Regions from separate parts of the Mus musculus genome. Here region 2 is linked to region 1. A link is a contact called in public promoter capture Hi-C data. All regions are on one chromosome and are shown on one strand. The core of a region is the stretch at or near the end of the contact, and the rest is flanking DNA. Distances in the headings are between cores, read along the strand shown.

Region 1 (7,346 bases), core at 2,994-5,493:
CCTCTTGATTTGATCCCTGACATCTTTGCCTAGTAATTCCTATCTGTCCTAGAGGCAAATGTTGCTATACTCTTAGGCAGTGATTCTCAACCTTGCTAATGCTGAGACCCTTTAATGCAGTTCCTCATGTCATGGTGACCCCCAAACATAAAATTATTTTTGTTGGTACTCCATTGCTGTAACTTTGCTACTGTTATGAATTATCATGTAAATAGCTGTGTTTTCTGGAAGTCTTAGATGACCCCTGTGAAAGGGTCACTCAACCTCCGAAGGGGCGGATACCTACAGGTTGAGAACCACTGCTCTCAGGTCTCTGCAAGAGAGGTGCTGCTGCATGGGGAAGCTCGTGGTTGAGTTAGAGCCCCTGTGTGCCAAGCACAGCAATGATCGAGCAAGTATTGAGCTGGATAACAGCATCCTCACTGTAGAGGAACTGGGCTCAGAAAGGAGGTACAACTGCCAACTCCTGAATGAAGTGTTGTCCACAATGCACCTTGCGCCCTAATGGCAGAGGGTTTGAGGGTGAAAAATGTGTTTTCCATGTGATACTTTCACCTTTCTTTCTTTGATGTACATGTGCTCATGTGAAGGTATGTGTGTGCATGTTTCTATGTGTGTGATGCACATTTGTGTTGTGGGTACACATGCACAAGCATGCATGTGTGTGCCTATGTTCATCATCGTACACTCACCTACATACATTCACATTTGGAAATGAGAAGCCAACCTGTTTTAATTCCTCGGGAGCTGGCCCCTTATTTTGTAAGGCAGGGTCTTTCTCCGGAATCTGGTTTAGGCTGATGGGCTAGGCTGGATGGTCAGTGAGCCCCGGTGATCCACCCATCACCACCACCCTCTGCATTGTTATTACAAACCTGCACCAATATGCCCAACTTACTGTGGATCCGAGGGTGTCTTAGTCAGGGTTTAGTGCCTTCCAGTTCTATCTTCTCAGCCCCACTCCCCTAGACTGCCAGAGACCCACGCCTGCTCTCCACCTCCAGCTTCCCCAGGACATTTTCACAATCCTCTGCCTTGATCGGAGGGTCTGTGCTTGTCCCATTGTAACTCGTTATTCCAGGTTCAATTGGTATCAAGGGGAGGTCTGCTCTTTTGCTTAGGGAACCGGAAGAGCAATGGATCTGGGGCAGAGGTTGGGGACAGGGAACTGGAAGGAGTGAAGGAGGGAGGCTGAGGATCAGATGTACTGTATGAGAGAAGAATAAATTAAAAGGAAAAAGAAAGAGACATACTGTCTATGAAGTCAGGTGTGAGTAACGGGATATAAACCATAGAAATAAAAACCCAACCTCCAGCTGAGACACTGGGCAATCTACTGGCAGGTCACAGAGTCTGGGCCCTCTACAGAGCTTCATTCTGTTGGGTTTTTTTGTTTGGTTGGTTATTTTGTTTGTTTTTTCGAGACAGTGTTTCACTGTGTAGCCCTGGCCATCCTAGAACTCACTCTGTAGGCCAGGCTGGCCTTGAACTCAGAAATCCACCTGCCTCTGCCTCCCAAGTGCTGGGATTAAAGGCGTGCGCCACCACTACCCAGGGACATCGTTCTTTTATCTGCTGTTAGAACCACTGTGCACATTTATTCCAGGGACTGTGTACTGGCTAGTTTTGTGTCAACTTGACACAGCTGGAGTTATTACAGAGAAAGGAACTTCAGTTGAGGAAATGCCTCCATGAGATCCAACTGTAAGGCATTTCCTCAATTAGTGATCAAGGGGGAGGGCCCCTTGTGGGTGGGACCATTTCTGGGCTGGTAGTCTTGGGTTTTATAAGAGAGCAGGCTGAGCAAGCCAGGAGAAGCAAGGCAATAAAGAACATCCCTCCATGGCTTCTGCATCAGCTCCTGCTTTCTGACCTGCTTGAGTTCCAGTCCTGACTTCCTTTGGTGATGAACAGCAGTATGGAAGTGTAAGCCGAATAAACCCTTTCCTCCCCAACTTGCTTCTTGGTCATGATGTTTGTGCAGGAATAGAAACCCTGACTAAGACAGACTGGCTCTCCCTCTCCCCCTCTCTCTCTTCCCTCTCCCCCCTCTCTCTTATAGTCGATAAAACAACTTATCCCCCTCCCCCTTCCCTTCTCCCTCTTGCTCCAGCCAGGTCTAGGAGCAAGGAGCAAGGCCCATGTTTTTTTTTTTTTTTTTTACTGGTTTCTCATTACAGATGGTTGTGAGCCACCATGTGGTTGCTGGGATTTGAACTCATGACCTCCAGAAAAGCAGTCAGTGCTCTTAACCACTGAGCCATCTCACCAGACCCTCCAAGGACTTTCTAAAATTCTGTACTGGATGCTCAGCATCAACCCTGTGTCTCCAAATCATGTAGATATCCACATCTTATCACTTGTTTCTGAGAAAACACAAGCCATAACTTCACTTTTTAAATGACACAGTTGTGTTAGATGAGGTGGCTCCCACCTGCAGTCTCCACAATTAGGAGGCTGAGGATGGAATCGCTGCTGGCTTGCAGTCTGGACTACATAGTGTGTGTCAGAGCAGCATGGGATGGAGTAAGATCCTGTTTCAAAGAAGTTAAAACGTGGCCAGGGAGATAGTTGAGTCTGTAATGTGCTTGGGGGTCTGAGTTCCCAGCATCTATGTAAAAGGTCACACATGGACGTTAGGACCTGGGGAACTTGGACGGGGGGTTTCTGGGGCTTGCTGGTTAAACCAGTCTAGGTTAATTGGTAAGCTGCAAGTTCAGGAAAAAAACTGTTTAAAAAAAAAAAAGGTAGAAAGTGATTGAGGGAGACCCCTAATGTCCAACCTCTAGCCTCCACACATGTGCTTATCTGCACACACACGCGCATGTGTCCTTAGACACATATACAGGCACATATGATCATGTATACACATGCCACATATAGATAAAACTCCACTGAGCATACAGTTGTTCAATTAAAGAAATATTTATTTACCTGTAACCAGTACTTAGGAATTCCTTCATTCCTTGGGCTAGTTTCCCTGGGAGCTTTAGACTTCAACGAACATAGCCAATGTTCAGGCTTAATTCTCTCAAATAATACACATCTCCTTTCCAGGTGAAAGTGTATTGTATCTGCTTTGCTAATGGTCCTCCCAGAGAACTACTAGTTTTGCAGTGATTTAAATCCAGGTTGAAATGTGTCCAGTTCCTCGAACCAAAGTTCACAGAAAACGATAAATTCTTCCAGCAATCACCCCTAGTTAAAGCAGTGTTCAATGCAGTCTCCAGGAATCTTCTTTGGGAGCCTTTATGCTAATATACTTTATTTTAAACGTTAGGAAGGTATAATGTATTGCTTGTTCTTTATGCAAATAAGTGATGTGAAGCCATATAAGATACAAATATCCCAGCTCTGAACCCAACTGTGTAATACAAAACTGTAACGTTTTAATTATAGTATAACTCATGAGAAATAATTGATAGGAATTCTTCTGCACATTGCTCATTTCTAACCCAACTAACTCATAAACCCCTCACGTTCAGTATTCAGTGCACAGCACTGTTACATTGACCCAGGTAAAATAAATCATTGACTAATAAATTAATCTCATCCAGTCCACACTGGTGTTTCTGCTGTTTTCTGTCTGAATGTTCTTATTATATGAATTTCTTAGACCCTCAATTCTTTTTTTGGGGGGGAGGGGGCTCGAGAGCACTTTATTCTAATGTTAAGTAGTATGCCAAGCAAGAATGTTAAATTAAGTTTCACAGTGTAGGTGCTAATACTGGATCTAGTCTTAGCTGTCTTTCCAGCCCTAACACACCTAGCTTTTTACGTGAGTACTGGGGGTCAAACTCAGGCCATAAGCTTGTGCCAGAAGAACTTTACCATCAGGTCACCTCCCTAGCCTCCAAAGTCAAATTAATTAATTAAGACTTTTAAAAGGGTCTTGATCAATAAGGCTACATTTATCAAATGAAAACACAGGATAAGTATGAGTATCATATAACTACTATTACATGGGCCACTCTCACTAGTCATTTGAAATTCACTTTTAACGGGAAATTTTACATCCATTCCCCCCCCCCAGCCCCCCCCCCCCCCAGCCAGTTGTAAACTCAGAAGAGTGACAGGCAATGGTAAGTCTGGCAGGGCCACTTCCGGCCAGTAGGCGGGGTTTCCGGAGCCCCAAAGCCTAGGTCAGGCACACTGGTTCACTCGGCCCCGCCCCGCCCCGCCCCGGGAGCTCCGCCCATCGCCGGAAGCCCCGGTGGGCGGAGGCAGGGTCGTGGTCGCCCTGGGGACCCCGGCGGCGGCGGCGGCCGCCCCGGATAGCGTCCCCTAGGGCGGAGCTGGCTTTCCCGGGAGGCCGCGCCGAGTATCGGGCCTGCGTGCCCCGCGGGCGGCCCAGCTCCAGGGCTGGGTCCCGGGCTGCGGGAGCCCGCTTCCCGCCTCCAGGGGTCAGCGGTGGCCGCTGGGTCCCGGCGCGGGCGGCCCAGCACCTCCGACCTTGCTCTTCCAGTCGCCGAGGTGGCCGGCCGACCCCTGGGCGGCCCGTGCAGACGGCCGCCATTCCCGTGTCGCTGCGCCCGCGGGGGCCGCCCGAGCCGGCCAGCATGCCGCTGGGCCTGAAGCCCACCTGCAGCATGTGCAAGACTACGTCGTCCTCCATGTGGAAGAAGAGTCCACAGGGCGAGATCCTCTGCCATCACTGCACGGGCCGGGGCGGCGGCGGCGCGGGAGTGGCGGGCGGGACCGGGGGCGGTGGCGGCGGCGGCGGTGGCTTCGGCACCACCACCTTCGCCACCACCTCGGCCGGTCCTTCGCAGAGCAACGGGGGCGGCGGCGGCAAGCAGGTGAGCCCTCGGCCTCTCCCTCCTCGGGAGAAGGGCTTCCTGCCGTAGACCGGGCGGTGCGGGACGCACCGGGGCAGCCGGACGAGGCCATTTGCTTGTAGGTCGAGGACCTCTTGCCCATCAAGTCCTTGTCACGTTAATAAATTAGTAGGTCGCTAAAAATGTCAGCATTAGAATTCTGTTCTGAGATATGCAGGAAACTTGGGGGGGGGCGTAAAATAGATCAGTTCAGCAAACGAATAATAAATAGTTCCTGCCTTGTCCTCCCCCCACTTCTGTCCTCTTCCCGCTTGAAAGCAGCGCCATCTCTTGGGAGGCCCTACAGAGTTTAACATCTCAGCCCTCGGTCTTTTAAGTTTTTTGTTTTTAATTTCTTTTAACAAAGTGTATTATCCTCTGATCTTTGTGAGGTTATTGTATTGGCTTTTCTTCTGCAGTTTTAATTTCCTTTTCTCTAAATTGTGTAACAGAGTAAGCAAGAAATTCACAGAAGGTCGGCCCGGCTCAGAAATACCAAATACAAATCGGCTCCAGCTGCTGAAAAGAAAGTTTCCACGAAAGGAAAAGGGAGAAGACATATTTTTAAGTTAAAAAATGTAAGATGGTTGTGGACATTGTGCTTCCTAATGGGACACTGTGGGTGTGGTGGGCCTTCCCACGGCTGGTGTACCTCTCAGGTGCACTTAGGCCGTATTCTGGAGGGAAGGCAAGGTTTCCCAAAAGACAGCTCTCCTGGAAGAAATTGGCAGTTTTTGACATTAGAAAAGCAGTTTCTCAGTTTTTTTTTCTTCAGCTTTTATTTTTCTCATCTGAAAGATATAAAATATGAATCTAGAGGAATGTTCTATAATTTAGCACAGTGTATCTGTATGCAAAGAGAAATTATGGTTTTTTTTTTATAAATTGGTTAAATTTGTTCATTGACAATTTAATGAAGTTATGACTCTTGATACATAGTTAATTAAGAAAAATTTGTTGCTGGGCAGTGATGGTGTTAACCTTTAATTCCTGTACTCAGAAGGCAGGTACAGGCAGATCTCTTGAGTTTGAAGCCAGCCTGATCTACAAAATGAGTTTTAGAACAGCCATGGCTACACAGAGAAACCCTGTCTTGAAAAACAGAAGGAAAGGAAAAAAAAAAAAAAAAAGAACAAAACTTTTTTATGTCTTTTAAAGAACGAGGCAAATAACATAATTCATCAGTACCTTGTTTGTTATGATAGACCCAGAAAAAAATATCTATTGGTTCATGATGAGTTTGGTGATTATGAATGCAAAACTTTTTCTAAAGCTGATGTATGAAGATTGTTTAATGCCTGCTGTGGTAAGGGTTTTTTGTTTTGTTTTGTTTTATTTGTACATTTGGGACAGTGAAGGATATTGTAGATGTTTTTGTTTATCTCAGCTTGGTTGTTACTTTTGGAACAAAAATACCTCACTTGCCAGTAAACACCTTTCTAAAGTAGGCATACTCATTTGTAAAACGGGCCCAGGAGAAGTGTCATAAAGATAGTAGACTCTTGTTTAAAGATTTATTTGTATTTCTTGTGTCTGAGTGTTTTGCTGCATGTGTGCACCAGGTACCCTCAGAGGCTAGCAGAGGCACTGGCTCCCTAGGTATTGGAGTTACAGACAATTAGAAGCTGCCAGTGAATGCTGCGGGCTGAACCTGGGTCCTCCGAAAGAGCAAGTGCTCTCAAATGCAGAGCCTTCTCCCAGGCCTAATTGTTCCCTCTTAATTTCTTTTTACATGTGTTTTTAATTGTGTACATAAGAGTGCTGGTGCATATGCCGGGTACATTATGTGGAGGTCAGATCAGAGGACAGATTTCAGGAGCCTTGGTTCCCAGTGTCAACTCAGGCTGTTAGGCTTGCGTGGCGAGTTCAGACTGTGTTCTATTCAGTTACTTCATTATCAATTTCTCTGCATATCCATTCTTGGGAGAATGGCACAAAGTCAGGAAAGGCCATTTTTACGTTGTGATAAGCTTTGTGTTGCAGCTCTAAAAAGGGATTTTAATGGTGGTACAATGTGGCAAATTACTAAGAACCCTAAAGAGTTCAGGCTTGCAACAAAATTATATTTATCTGTATATTTTTTATAATTTCCATCTGGCCATGCTCAGTCTTTTAGAGCCACTGTATTTCTATACTTGGACTATTAATGTCTACTGGAGTGCTAGAGAGCTTTGTGTTGTGTTAGCTCCTAGCAGCATAATCAGAAACTTCACCTTTTGTTTTTCTGCGCTTTTAAGTTACTGGTAGCAAAAATTGTGGAAATATTCACCTGCTTCACATTCTGTGTGTGTGTGTGTTGTGTAGTTTCTGTCACCAAATAGTATTTTGTTCTTTTCAAATTAGATAGTTCTCATGTAGATGGTAAAATGGCCATACATACTATATAGGTACTCAAATGTTTTTGCGTCTGTTTTTTTGTAGCCTATCAAAGCGCCTGAATCTGTTTCTACCATAGTCACTGCAGAGTCAATCTTCTACAAGGTAAGCCTCTGGAGTCACTTCGAAAGGGCAGCTGGGCCTTGAACTCAG
Region 2 (7,346 bases), core at 2,081-4,580, 4.4 Mb before region 1:
TCATGGCCTGCAAGTGTTTGTATTACCAGGGAGTAAGCCCAGAGCCCAGAGATCAGACAGCAAGACTGGCCACTCTCTCAGTGCCACCAGAGTTAGGATAGAACAAGCACTTGGTAGAATCAGTGGTACCTGTTAGCACTTAGCATTAACGATACCTGACCCAGTGGATTCCATTTCAGCACCCTAACTTGTCCTCTGAGTGGGAGGCCACCCAAATGGTCTCACTGGTTCCAATGGTCCTGGAATACAAGGAACCCAAATCCAAGAAGTCCACTAACCTCTCTGGTAAACTGAAATGGCTTGTTAGGAACTCTGCTCAATTAACTTTTTAAAAATAATAGCTTGGTGGATGAGAAGAGTTTGATTTCTTTAAAGGAACAATCGCAGTTCACAGCTGAAGTACAGAGAACAAGAGTATTGTTAGACAGATCCTAAGACCACGAACTTACGCTTGTATCCTCCCGCAATGCCAGACTGTGTTAGGCATCTCTGCAATTCGTCAGCATCAATTTGTCCGTCCTTTAAAAAAATACAAACAAAAACCAGGAAAGGAAATCAGGGTGGTGACTTGCACTTTCAAGCCATTAAGCAGCATTTAACAAGAGAAAATAATTATATGTAGCATTTCTTTAAAGGAATGCCTTTCAAAATTCTTCTTATTCTAATTCCAAAAATAATTCAATGGTGAGAGAATAACTGTCATGACAACAGTCTGCATTCAGTTTGAGCCAAGGAACTATCAAAATCAATCATTTTAAAATTAGTTAACAGAATTGTTTAAAAACATATCCCTCCAACCCTTTTTTTTGAAAGAGGGGGGAAGTAGGGTATATCACAGAGTTGTAGGCATCAGTAAATACAAGGCCTGGTCCAAGGAGAAAGAGGCTCTTGGACCAGTTTGACTCAGCAAACAGGGTCTTCCAAGCACAATTATATAGAAAAGATACAGGGTACCAATACCTACTTACTGGTTGACTGAGGTCAGAATAAGACACATGACATTTTTATGGATTTTAAATAAAATATATAAATCCAAGTTGGTGAGACTCATTAAGTTATAATTAGGAACAAGATCAATAATTTGCAAGAAGATGAATGTGTGGACTAGAGGCCAGCACTGCTGAAAGTCAAGCAGGTGGAGTCACTTACATGCTGAAGACACTGGCAATCTAAGAATGCTTGTCTTGAGGTGTGCTATGTCTTGTGGTTTCAAAAACACGGATCGATAACATATTAAGTAGACACTCGAGAGGAAAGTCTCCCAGTCTTCGACTCAATTTTCCATTCAAATTCTCCGAGCTCTGTTTCTTAGAGTACCACTTCTTCCAAGGTGGCCGTAGAAGTTTGCTTAGCATATTCTAGAGCATATCTGTTTGTTTGTTTGTTTGTTTGTTTGCTTGTTTTTTCAAATCATCATTTCCTTCTTTTGGGCTCTTGTTTAAAACAAGTCTAAGGTGACTAAGAAGGGAGGTCCCCTCTGGACACATCTGGATTATGTCCACAGAACACTTACAAACACACAGTGACCTTGCAACCTAGGAACATGTCCTTCCCCACAATAGCCATAGGCATCGGTCATAACTCTCGGAGGGAGGAAGTAGGTCTTAGGACTTGGGACTAGCTGACCTGCATTCCCTCCGTGGGTCATCTGGCCACATCACCTAATAAGGACATGGAGCGCTAGCTCCAGAGAGCACCTGCCCCTGGGTGGAGGCTACCTTCCGAATACTGATAGCAACTCTTGTGCTTGGAAGCCGATGCTTCTTTACAGCTCTTCTCTACTTCCTTTGTGGGTAAATGATTAATTATCGAATTCAACTGAAAGTAGCTAACTATCATAATTGGGCCATAAAATAATTAATTACTAATATTTGTCTTTAGGTTAGGCAAGCAGAGGTTTTATGTTCAGATCTTGAATTTCTTCTCTGTAAGCAGCCCTTGTTCTATCCTGACAATACAAGTGAGGAGGTATACACTTTGTAGATCTTCAAAGTATATTTATATTCCCCCTTTGGGTCAGTCTAATCCCAGTCCAATCACAAGCTTTGAACTGATCTATTATTGATACAGGCAATACTCTGTCCAAATTTGTCCAGATCTAAAATAAAGACTGTTTTAGTCTTCCTTTCCTTTTACCTTCTTTCAGGCAAAGGGACTCATTTCCAGAGCAAAGACTGTTTTTGTGCCACTGCACTAAATGCTAACACAAACAGAACATAACAATTCTTCAGTATTGAAGGAAAGGCTAACCTGTCCAGCCACAGCAGCAAAGTAACCATATAGCGGATCCTGAGTTTGTCCAGGGAACGCAGGCCCTCCGGGAGCCCCACCATACTGTGAAAAAGAAAAGAAAAAAAAAAAAGGTAAAGGCATCAGAGAGAATTGAATTTATCTTAACCATCCAAGGCTTTTGTACAATTGACGCCTGTGCGACCTTCACAGTCTCTATCTTCCCCACCACCTTGACTCAGCTCAGTGACCCACCAGGCTTGTCCACTCCTGCTCCTGACATCTAAAAGCTGGAGACTTGGTCCAAAACAAGTTTCATGAGAGTGATGGCCACTAAACGCAGACCCACTTTAAAAATCCCTATTAACCAGCTTACAGAGGTCAGTGCACCGGAAGCAACCTGGTGGCTAGGCTTAGGACTGTTTTCCTGTTGGTTTTTACAGCCTTTGCGGTGTTTTTGAAGTACTTGAAGTACTAAGTAAGGCTGGAGTTAGTACAGGGCTGACAGGTGTGGCTTGGGAAGAACAGGGATGGCCGGCCCGGTTATATCTAAAATGAGGGTCCCTCTGTCTCTGACAGTACACCTCCCACATCTGCCTAAGTGGTCTTCCTCTAGGACTTCAGCTCATTTCTCCAGACTTTCTGGTCTCCCTGTCACTTTCTTTTCAAGGGAGTGACCACAGAACCATTCTAGATCAAGATGGCTGTTGTTGCTTTGGGGACATTCCGAGAGAGCAGGAAGTCAACACCAACTTGCACTATCTCACGCCACATATCCGAGTTACAGAATGGGCTTCCTGGGTCGCAGCCCACCCACCGGTGGGCCCTGGAAAGGCCCTTGGAAGAGATGGGGAAGAAAAATGGAGCCAAGGCTGGACATCAGGGTCCAGGCGAGCTCGCAGGGAGCATCTGGGACCGCCCGCGACGCCTCCTCCCGCTCGTCCGTGGCGCCTTCCAGTCTCGGGAGACCAGAGGCTGCTGTGCCCTCGTCCGCTGCACTTACCCCGCCTGGGTAGTACCCTCCGCCCGCGCCAGGGTGCCCGGGATACGCCATGGTGCAGACTGCGCCTCCGCCCTGCCTGTCTGCTGCTCCGCCCGTCCGGCCCAGAGCCGCCCCGGAGCGCACCACGCCGCCCCGCGGGGGCCGCCGCTCGCCGCCACCCACCCCGATCGCCCCGCGGCATCCCGAGTGCCGCCCGTTCCCTGCTGCCTCTGTGCTGTGTCAGCGCCGTCTGCGACCCACACTCGGGCGATGACCCAGGACCCCAGACGAGTTTATATCAGGACCCATTCTCCCTCTCGACCTAGTGGCACATTCCGACATCCACGCACAGCTAGGGGAGGGTTTTTTCCCCCCTTCTTCCTACTGTGCTATTTTGTAGAACATTTACTATTTACACCGGGTTGTTGGGTAGAGAGGACGGGATAAGAACGCTATGCACAACTGTAGGGAAGGGGAGAACAATTCCAGTGGGCGAAGGAGACACTTTACAAAATAGGAAAAAAAAAACTTTGAAAACCTGATGAAAACTTCTGAACCATGCAAGTGGGCTTTTAGCTTTGACTGAGGGTGGCCTGTTTCTTTGCCAACCGTTTAAGCTGAGTGTAGCTCAGGTGCGATTGCTAGGCGTGGGTGTGTGGGGTGGGGTAGAAGAGGGCAGTTTCTAGGCAGGACAGCCTCACCCAGGTCATTCATAGGAAAGTGAATTGTTTAATTTTCTGGATGATTCGAATAGAAACAACCCCAGTGGTGAAGCTTCCTGGAAAGGATGTGAAACTCACGTGGGTTGTTCAGATGTTTCACGGCTTCTTTTTTGTTTTTTGGTGCAATTGCAACAAGAGGTAATTGTTTGCTGGCTCCGGACTGTTAAGGACTGAACAGTGTTGGTTGGTCGATGTTTTGTTTGTTTGCTTTTGACTGTTTGCTCTTACTCTTTCCTTTTGAGATCCAGGTTCTCAGGGTAGCCTCTCATGGCCTCAGCCCCAGATGAGAGTCACCAACGGTTGCCTGCTTTATTGTTATTATTATTATTGTTGTTGTTGTTATTATTAATTTATTTTTATTTTTAATGACGAAACAAAAATATACCTAAAAGCGAAGCTTCTGGAAAAACCATTTGTTCATCCCTGTCTTGTATCGCTCCTCAAACTTGACCTTGGCCTCCCGCCTGACCTTGCGTTTGTTTCAAAGCTGGGTCCCTGAACACATCCTTGTTGACAACAGTCTTGTTCAAGGGGATATCCACAGAGTACCTTGTGGGCATGAGGTGGTTGTAGTTATAAACTTTCACAAAGGACTTGATCTTGGATCGCTTGGCGATTTTCTTCTTGCCCATGGCAGCTGTCACTTTTTGGGGATAGCGGTCAATTCCAGCCACCAGGGCATGGCTGTAAGGGCGGTCCAAGAAGCCATGGTCAATGTTCTTCACGATGACGGCTTTGCGACCGGAGTAGCATCCGGCCAGGACCAGCAACACTTTCCCGGGTTTCATGAACTTGCCCATCTTGACAGCAGGCAGCGGTACCCAGCAGAAAGGAAAGGAGGGCACTTCCGCTCTTGGTTTTGTTTTTAACATTTTGAGAAACACTTTAATGAACAAGACTGACCATAGTGTGTGACCAAGTTCTCTTTGGATACATAAGCTCCAAAACAGAAAGTTCTAAATAGCGAGAAACAATTCCAATAGTCCTTGTGATCACGTAGCAAAGGTGTAGCCTGTTTTACGTCTGCTTCTGGAGATAAAATTACTGTTCTCAAATACCATGGTCTTTGATTAGGCATTCTGAGGTTTTGTCCTGTAGTTTGGAACTTTAATCGGCTAGGTGAACAGGGCTCAACTCACACTTGAATTTAAGCTCTTTCAGGACTCGAGTTTGAAAATATCACAAAAAATATGTGTCACCAATAAAGCATTTGTGACTAATGCAGGCTTCATTTTATGGATAAGCGACTACATTAATTGTCACATTAGGAGACATTAGACTCTGGTTACTCCTCCCTTAAGAAGTGAATTTTAATGGAGGGCTGTAAATGAAATCCTTACAGCGATTGCCAACAAATTAATGATGAAAACAAAGATAAATTACACACACACACACAGTAATTAATGAGTGTCAGACCTTCATAAACTTTGCCTATTTGTGTAGTCCTCACAAAGACCTGTGAGATAGGCGCTTTTGTTATGCAGTTTTATGCAGTTGAGAAACGAGAGCTGAGACAAGACAAAGAAAGGAGGATATGAATTCAGAGCTGGGCTATGGTGCTAGGTACTCTAGCTCCGCCCCCGGGGTGGGGGTGGAGGTGGGGATGGGGGAGAAAATGTCCAGATAGTAAATATTTTCCATCACATGCTCCCTATAGCAACTTCTTGGCTCTCATAGCCTGGTGGTGTCTAAGGATAGAACACAGGTCAACAGTGTGACTGTGATCTAGAGCAACTTCATTCACTGAACTTCATATCGTTGTTGAATGTCAGAATAACTCTATTCCTCCTATCTTTTAAAGACAGGAAGAGATGTCATTCCTAGCTCTCAGATGTTCTCCCAAAGAGGCAGGCCAGATGTGGCCCTCAGGGAGCAACTTGTGAACCACGGCCAGCTTATGACTCAGGAAGTATGGCCCTTAGCAAACAATTTTGCTGGTTTTAGGATAAAGTCTACTGTATTGGTAGATGAGTCACACCAAGGAATGGTGACTCCCCAGTGTAAGAGCCTGTGATTAAAATGGCTACGTCGGAATCTGCCCATTGGTCAGTGAGACATGTGAGAGGAACAGGGTGAGACCATGGCTTGCCTGTCTCCCACCCTGTGTACTCTCCAAGAGTGGCTTGCATATGTCGTATGACAGGCTATCCTTTCAATGTTTATGCATGCGACACAAACCCTGTTATTCACAGACTAAGATTATGGAACCTAAGCAAAGGATAAAGATTCAGTATCACCATTGCAAAGCTGAAGTGTGATCATCTTTCATGGCTTTCGTATTTATTTTCACAGAAGGCGTGGAGAGGGAATGAAATAGGCAACTTCTCACATTCTTGGCATGTGCCAAGTGTCATGCTAGACGCTTCCTTATGACACTACACTATCAGAGGAATTTGTAATTGTGTTTTAGAGATTAGGGAACTGAGTAGCAAGTAACTTTCCCAAGGTGTCCTACCAGGCTTTTACTCTCAATGTAAGTTGAAGGCCTAAGTTTTTACAATAAAAAACAGACTATAAAACACTAAGCTACACTCATGCTTTTCCCTAGGGGAGAACTTCCTGAAGCATTAGGACAATACAGAAAAAGAACCCAAGAGACAGAGAAACTTCACAAAAATCCTCATGTCTGCCTTCACAAGATCAAGTTACCTCATCCCTAAGTAGGACCTATAAAAGATGACAGCCGCCCCGACCCTCTGTCATTTTAATTTCGAATCAAATTAAAAACCTCAGTGGAATAAGATCACCTTCTTAGCCCTATATCTCCAAACTATGAGTCCAAGATACAGGCACTGCCATCCATGAGCCATCTGAAGAAACTCAGCAACAGAGCACCATGCTGTGTATTTATACAGAAGAGGGCTTTCTCATGGGAACCAGAATACTATCATTCATTCTAAAACAATGTACTAAGTTTTACACAATTTTTTTCAGGCATGTCTCCCTGACTGAAGGCTGTGGCTAAAAGAGGCTGAGGAGAGTTGTTTCAAGTTTAAACCTAGAAGAAAATCGGTTCTCTAGAGAGAACGTTCGTGATGTCTTGGCTAATCACACTGTTTTACAGATGAGAGAGAGAGAGAGAGAGAGAGAGAGAGAGAGAGAGAGAGAGAGAGCCTAAGAAAAGACCAGTGAGTGGGCCACATTCCTGAAGGCTGACCTAGCTGAATATAAACATTTTGCCCTTCCCAGGAAAAGCCCTGACAGATTTGGCTTTTTCTCTTAGGAGATGTTATGCTTTGGATCTTAAATCCCCTCCAAAGGCCATTGTTTGACCTCCAACCTGCAGTGCTACCTAAGGGCGCAGGGGCAGCATCTCAGAGGTGAGACTTGAGAGGAAGGACATTGAGTCACTGAGGACTGTGAGTATATTGGACCCTGGCTCCTCCCCTGCTTTCTCTGCTTGCCACCCTGGT

Evidence for each region. Promoter capture Hi-C pulls out the DNA fragments that hold promoters and counts their contacts.
Region 2: a promoter capture Hi-C map of liver shows a contact between it and region 1, with 3 times the contacts expected there. The contact joins the promoter of Sri here to the promoter of Gatad1 in region 1. A contact is called at or near these places in 2 of 39 promoter capture datasets (liver and pre-B cells).

The regions. Positions count from the first base shown.
Region 1 is chr5:3,644,833-3,652,178 of GRCm38.p6, reverse strand. Gatad1 (GATA zinc finger domain containing 1) reads left to right here and starts at 4,243. Exons shown (of 5, transcript NM_026033.2): 1 at 4,243-4,799; 2 at 5,270-5,395; 3 at 7,239-7,298. The coding sequence starts at 4,560.
Region 2 is chr5:8,052,526-8,059,871 of GRCm38.p6, reverse strand. It overlaps Sri (sorcin), which reads right to left and starts at 3,330. Exons shown (of 8, transcript NM_001080974.2): 1 at 3,233-3,330; 2 at 2,251-2,334; 3 at 450-519. The coding sequence starts at 3,283. It also overlaps the pseudogene Gm15730.